Linked DNA regions of Danio rerio: region 2 is linked to region 1. The links are chromatin contacts, called in public HiCAR-type maps. All regions are on one chromosome and are shown on one strand. Each heading gives the region's core, a stretch centred on a gene start, on an enhancer-like site or on the middle of the called end of the contact. The rest is flanking DNA. Distances are from core to core; before and after follow the strand shown.

Evidence for each region. HiCAR-type assays count read pairs that join an accessible place to other places.
Region 2: a contact with region 1 is called in a HiCAR-type map of caudal fin, with 10 times the contacts expected there. The contact joins two enhancer-like sites. A contact is called at or near these places in 6 of 18 Hi-C or Micro-C datasets (caudal fin, embryo, fibroblasts and 1 more) and 1 of 4 datasets of contacts at active chromatin or transcription factors (caudal fin).

Annotation. Positions count from the first base shown.
Region 1 is chr20:26,303,092-26,306,326 of GRCz12tu, forward strand. The region is part of intron 14 of nek1 (NIMA-related kinase 1); the gene reads left to right. Among named protein-coding and RNA genes, the nearest start is that of nek1, 21 kb to the left of the region's middle. Within about 2 kb of position 1,635, at least 12 of the 62 cell types and tissues checked have an H3K27ac peak or open chromatin away from gene starts, as enhancers often do.
Region 2 is chr20:26,438,725-26,441,959 of GRCz12tu, forward strand. sh3rf1 (SH3 domain containing ring finger 1) reads left to right here. Exons shown (of 12, transcript NM_001045487.2): 7 at 2,567-2,697. Among named protein-coding and RNA genes, the nearest start is that of si:dkey-15j16.3, 18 kb to the right of the region's middle. Within about 2 kb of position 1,522, at least 6 of the 62 cell types and tissues checked have an H3K27ac peak or open chromatin away from gene starts, as enhancers often do.

The sequences.
Region 1 (3,235 bases), core at 385-2,884:
TGAGCATTTTTTTCAGCCTCCTAAGTTTTCTTTTAAAATCAAAGAAAAAAACATATTAATCGCTGTAAAACTTGAATTACTGACCATATGCACCTACTGAAAAATCTTAATTTTAGAAGATTTCAGATGGCACGTTATTTATGATCATTTTATTGTCTCTTTCAGTATGACAGTGATGGCTCAGACAGTCAGGAGTCATGTGAAGAGGCAGTGCTCAGGATGAAGAAGATTGAGGCTTTGAAGGTGTTGCATTTTAGTTTTTTAATGATGTATTTGTCCTAATTATATTATCAGCATAACAATAATAGGAATTAAAACAATTTATATACAATTTTATTGTATTTTTGAAAGATGTTCCTTACTTAACAAGACTGCATTTATTACCTAAAAAATGTTATAAATACAGTATTATAATGACAAATGACAAATCATTACAAATAAAAATTACTGTTTAATATTTTAGAATATTTTAATATTTACCAATAAAATGTAATATTCAAAACTGAATTTTAAGCAAGAATTAGCCTAATTTAACATTTTTAGAATGAAGCTTAATTATATCTGTACAGGGTATACGTATGGTCTTAAAAAGTCTTAAATCTCAAAAGCTTAATTTTAGGCTTTAAAAAGTCTTAAACCTACTGTAATATTGTGTTGTAGGTCTTAAATGTTTTTAACAGGTCTTAATTTTCCTTTGTTTATGTGTAGCTACCCAATCTGGCCATCAACACCCATACAAACACCAACAATCCCACTCTCAATAAAATTTAAATAGCATTTAATTAATTTCCTTTTTAAATATTATTACTATTGTAGACTGAAGTATTTGAAGGATTTGTTTTTTCTATACTTGGTAAGGTTTATAGGGATTATTATTATTGATTATTATTAAATGGATTCAGTTGTAATTAATTTGTAATTGGGCTAGTGAAAATCTTTTGTAACTGGGATATTTAAAAAATACTTATACAGGGCTAAATGCTAAGTCTAAAATTGCATTTATAATGGTATTAAAATGTCTTAAAAAGTCTTACATTTAACTTGGTGAAACCTGGAGAAACCCTGTTATAGTACAGCATTACTTTCAAATAGAAATCTTTCATAACATACATAAATTTACTGTCACTTTTGATCAATTTATTATGACATTGTTGAATAAAAGTAGTGTTAAAACGTGTTATATTTAATTTAGTGATAACTTTACAACGTTTTATGTATTTTCTTTTTAATTTCTCTCTCTTTTTTTTTAGATTTCTTAAAACAAAACATCAGAATGCAAAAGTGGCCAGATTATAATTTGAGGAAAACAATAATCATGTTTGTGTTTTTGTGTAAGGCCCAGTCAAAGGCTCGTGCTGCTGTACTGAAAGAGCAGCTGGAAAAGAAGAGAAGAGAAGCGTATGAAAGAGAGAAGAAAGCATGGGAGGATCATGTATGTCTTCATCTTTTCATCTCTTCCTTTTCCATCTCTTCTCATTGATCTCTTATGTATTGTATTCTACATTATCTTTTGTGAAAAAGCAGCTTGTCGCTCGAGGAGTAAAAGTTGCAGTTGGGCCTGTGGGTGGGACTCCCTCTCCTGCAGCCCCTCCAACTCCACCATCTGACCCCACCCCTCAGGAAGCTCCTTCTAAAGCCACACCCTCCTCTAGACCCAGCACTCCAGCCATCTCTATGACTGCTGCACTGAAGGATGTGGGCGCGGTTAGTCACTCATCATCACAAAATCATTTGTTCACTTGCTGTAACAACCATCCTATAGCTGTCTGTGCTTTCTGTTTTTGGCAGATTTCATCAGGGCAGAGTTCTCCTATGAAAGAGGACTCCCTTAAAGTTGAATCATCAGATGTACAGGTCTGAAATGCATATTTGGGTTAAATAAATGCTTTTATATTGTTATGTTTATTCAGGGTTTGTATGGGTGCTCCTTGAATTTTAATCAAGGTTTGAAAAATGCTTAGATATTGAATAAAGTGCTTAACACTGCTTGAAAATGATGTCCCTTTTATAATAATTTATTTTACTGAATAGCTAAAAATAATTAACAATTTAAATAAAATCTATATTTTTTTTAGCATAAAATGAAAACACATGTGCCTGTATTATAACCATGCTCTTTTTTATTTATCTGCATCCTTTGAAATGAAAATAAATATAAATTTACGATGAAATATGACACTTTAAAGATGCAAGTAAAATAAATTAAGGGAATAAATGACAGTAATTCAATGTTGGGATTGGGGCAAACATGCCATCAAATATTTTCCTTAGAATACTCTACTATAAAATACAATAACCAATAGCATCTGATATAATGTGATGAAGTATGTAAATGTGTAAATAAATATGTCATTTATCTCTTCTATTAAAGTGCTGGAAAAGTTTAAAAGTGTTCTTGAAAAGGGCATGTAAATTTGACTTTGGAAAAGATGAAACAACTGTGTTTTTTGAATTACCGTCACTGAATACTTTAACTGGAATTTTTTAGAGTGACAAGAAGGAGATTCTTCGCAGACTTAATCAGAAGGTTCAGACCACTGAGGAAGTTTCTGTAAAAGAGCCCACACCCTCCAGCAATCAACCATGTCCTGATCCTCAGCCAGTCCAACCCTCCATCACAGAGGAAAGGCCTTCCACAGCTGCAGATAGGAAGAAGTGGGAAGCCGTAGCTCCACCCATACTGTCTGTTGCTGAACAGACTCTCGAGGAAACCTGTGCTACTCTGGCAGGTATAAACACTATGATCTGTAAAAGAACATGCAACAAAGTAGTTAGATTTGAGGAACGGGATACACTAAATCAACATTAATCTAGAAGGCTGCATGAATATTTTACAATAGCAGTCCAGTTGAAAAGTTTGAATCCACAAACTTCCAAAAATAATTACTTGAATAACTCTTAAGATTATTAATCAATTTAGGTTGGATTGCAGTGTGGTTGTTTTTCCATCCCCAAATTAAGCACATCCTACACAAAAAAGAGGGATTTTATCACAAATCTGAAGACTTTTTAAACATATTATGACCTTTTGTTTGACATAATAATTTTTTTTTTTTTTTTTTAAGATTTATTTTTGGCCTTTTTTGCCTTTATTAGATAGGACAGTATTTAGACAGGAAGCAAAGTTGGAGAGAGAGGGGGGGTAGGGTAGGGAAATGTCCTCGAGCCGGGATTCAATCTCGGGACGCCCTGACGTGCTACTGCACCATATGTCGACGCGCTAACCACTTGGCTA
Region 2 (3,235 bases), core at 272-2,771, 140 kb after region 1:
ACAATGACCCATTCGTAAAATAAAATCTACATCAGCTTTGCTTGATTAAAATAGTTTCAAAGCATTACATTACCAGTCTAAAAGAAATACTTCATCCATGGTGTCATCCTTTTGTCAGCGTGCAAAAGTAAAGCCTGGTTTATACTTCTGCGTCAAGTGACCGCCGTAACCCATGTGCATGCAATGCTCGTAGCTTTAACGTGTAGTTACATTTTTTGAGAGGTGCACGTCAGCGACACCGATGGCCACGGCGTAGGGCTATGCGTCAACGAGTAGGCTACGCCGTAGCATATGTGTGCGCTTGACGCAGAAGTATAAATCATCCTTAACTCCAATATTGATTTAGGATTTTAAAAAGTTTTGATTCAGCATTGTTTTTTTTACTGCTGTCACTCCCGAGTGAACGCACATTGGTGGATCTGCATTAACAGAGGTGCGCAGTTGTACAAATCTTCATTTGTCGACAGACAGTTTGGCTACTTGTCAGAGTTATGGGAATTGTCTGCCCGACGGTAATTAATTAAAATAACTTTTTTTGTCATCCCTTACCCAGAATATAAAAATACATATAAACACATTTAGATCATTTACTTTAATCAATACTATTGGAATGTTAATAGTACATGTTTCTGAAGTCACCTACTGCACCTTTAGGTGTAATTTTTCTGGCAGTTAATTCTGCTGTAGCGACCTCTGATTAAATGGAATAAGCCGAAGGAAAGTGAAAGTGTAATTTTTTTGTTATGACAGCTGAATTTTTTGCATCATTTACTGAATGAAAAGTTTATAAGAAAAGCATTTATTTGAAATAGATTTTCTTGTAACATTCAGATGGAACTTGCTGAAAGTTTTAATTTATTTAAAAAATAACCTTTTGAACAGGAGGGAAACACAAACACACTCACATAAACAAAGCAAACCTCTCATTCGCATATACATTTGCATGTACACACACACACACACACACACACACACACACACACACACACACACACACACACACACACACACTCAAATCACAACACTAAACGAGGACAGTTTGCCATTTGATAGCCCTTCATCTCCCTCAACACAAACACACACATCATTTGAGGGAGTTGTGTGGGCCTCAGGCTGGACACTAATGGCTCTACGAGATTGATGTGTGTGTGGGTACTGTTTCCTTTTGTTTTCAATGCATTGTTTTTGTAAAGGTAGCCTTAGCGTGCATCAGGTTCCCTCTCTGATCTTGTATGCAGGATTTAAAAGCAACAGCTCTTTTAGATTTTTAAATGCAGTAAATTAAGCAAATTACATGAGACCAATTAATTAATGAAACGCAATAGGCAAAAAGCATTAGGAGAAAGGGCCTTGTAGGAGAACTTGAAATAAACAGGGGAAAAACGTGGCTTAAAGCAACAAAACAAGAGTTGTTTTCATAGTGGTGCCACTGGGCTCATAAAGTCTGTGTGCAGATGTGTGCGTTGGTCCATATGGAAGCGATTTATCCTTCTTCAGCCAGACATGTAGCCAGGCTGGATATCCACCAATCACAACACCTGCCACAGCCAAAAGACCCGCTTGTTAGCAAGCAGCCCACAAGCTGGACAGTCACAGGCAGTGGGATTAGGGCTTTATGGCATTGTCTAAACTTAGATTGAGATCGCTCTGACATCATTTTCTGCCACATATACAGTTGAGATCAAAATTAGAAGAGTGATTTATACACACTTGATCTTTTTTTTAAATACATAATGTAATCATATTCGAAATTTGAAAGAGTTTTAATTGTGACTGTACAACTCTAGTAAAGTGTTTGACAAAATAACCAAGGCACTTCAATCAAAATCCAAAATTCGACTGTAGCCTGAACAGCTAAAAACACTCTTCCTCCTCCTCATTTCACTGCCTCATTCAGTCTTTCCTTAATTTGTCAACCATCAAAGTTTTCCATCAGGCCTGAATAAATTTAATTTACTTTGGGCCAGTTTTCTGTTTTACTCCTCAGAAAAGAACATTTAGAAAATTGTAGCTCATTCTTTAATTTTGTTTTCCATTGTACTTTGCTTGCATATATGCAAGTAGATAGTACATAGATTAACAATACAATTCAAAACAAGAGGCGAAACAGTGACTTGAATAAACTAAATTGTCTGTAGTGTGTGTGAATAAGTGTGTATGATTGTTTACCTCTACTAGATTGCAGCTGGAAGGGCATCTGCTGTGTAAAACATATGCTGGATAAGTCAGCGGTTCATTCTGCTGTGGCGACCCCTGATGAATAGAGTAGTGTCTGTCCGCGGACTCGAGACGAGCATATCAATTCATGCAGGGCTTCAGCATCAACAATTGATGGAGGGCGTGTCTATAGTTGGGGTTGATGCGATCATCATAGCGTCAGCCATTTAAGTGCGCAATTGGCCACTGTCTGAGCTGGGGTATTTGCATAACAGACAGATACACTTGGCTGAATAAAGGGACTAAGCCGAAGGAAAATTAATAAATAGATTCAAAACAAGAAAGAATGTACTGTTACATGCATAATTCTACTGGTGTTGTAAAACTAATTGGTGTTTGATTGTTTCAGGATGCTCTTCCTCCTCCACCTCCTCCTCCACCTCAGTCTCAGTCCTCAGTTGTTGGCGCTGCCGCCTTGAATGCTGGCCAAAGGCCATCACCCGCTGCGGGCGACCAGAGTGGCCGTCAGAGACCCACAGTGTGAGTGCAACATTAAATATACACACTTTAAATCAATTTAGTGATGCATGCTGTTGAAGAGAGTATGAGAGAGTCCCTTCACCTCTCTGCTGTTAGCCAATGCAAGCTGACCGTGACTGAAACCACAGGTGAGGGGTCAGAGGTCACGTCTAAAGGGAGTACGATTGTCAGTCGGGAGTTAACCTGAGCCCTGACCCCCTCACCTTTCACCTTTTTTTCTTCAGATGAACTAAACACAACACTAAACACGCCTGATTTCTGTTGGATTCGCTTATTGTGGCCTGACAGGGGAATTTTTATGCCCGTTTTTTATGGCATTCTTGTTTACACCTTTTTAAATTATTAGAAAATTATATGTCTTAGAGATTATTCATCTATAGTAAATGTCTGTTCATAGTTAATACAACCTGTATGTAATGTTCATAACACATCCATCTGCAAATATTACCCATAGTTTCTTCATAATTGCACTTTATAACTTTTACATATGTCCGTCACTTACTGCTATTGCACTGCTAGTTAGACCTAAACTGCATTT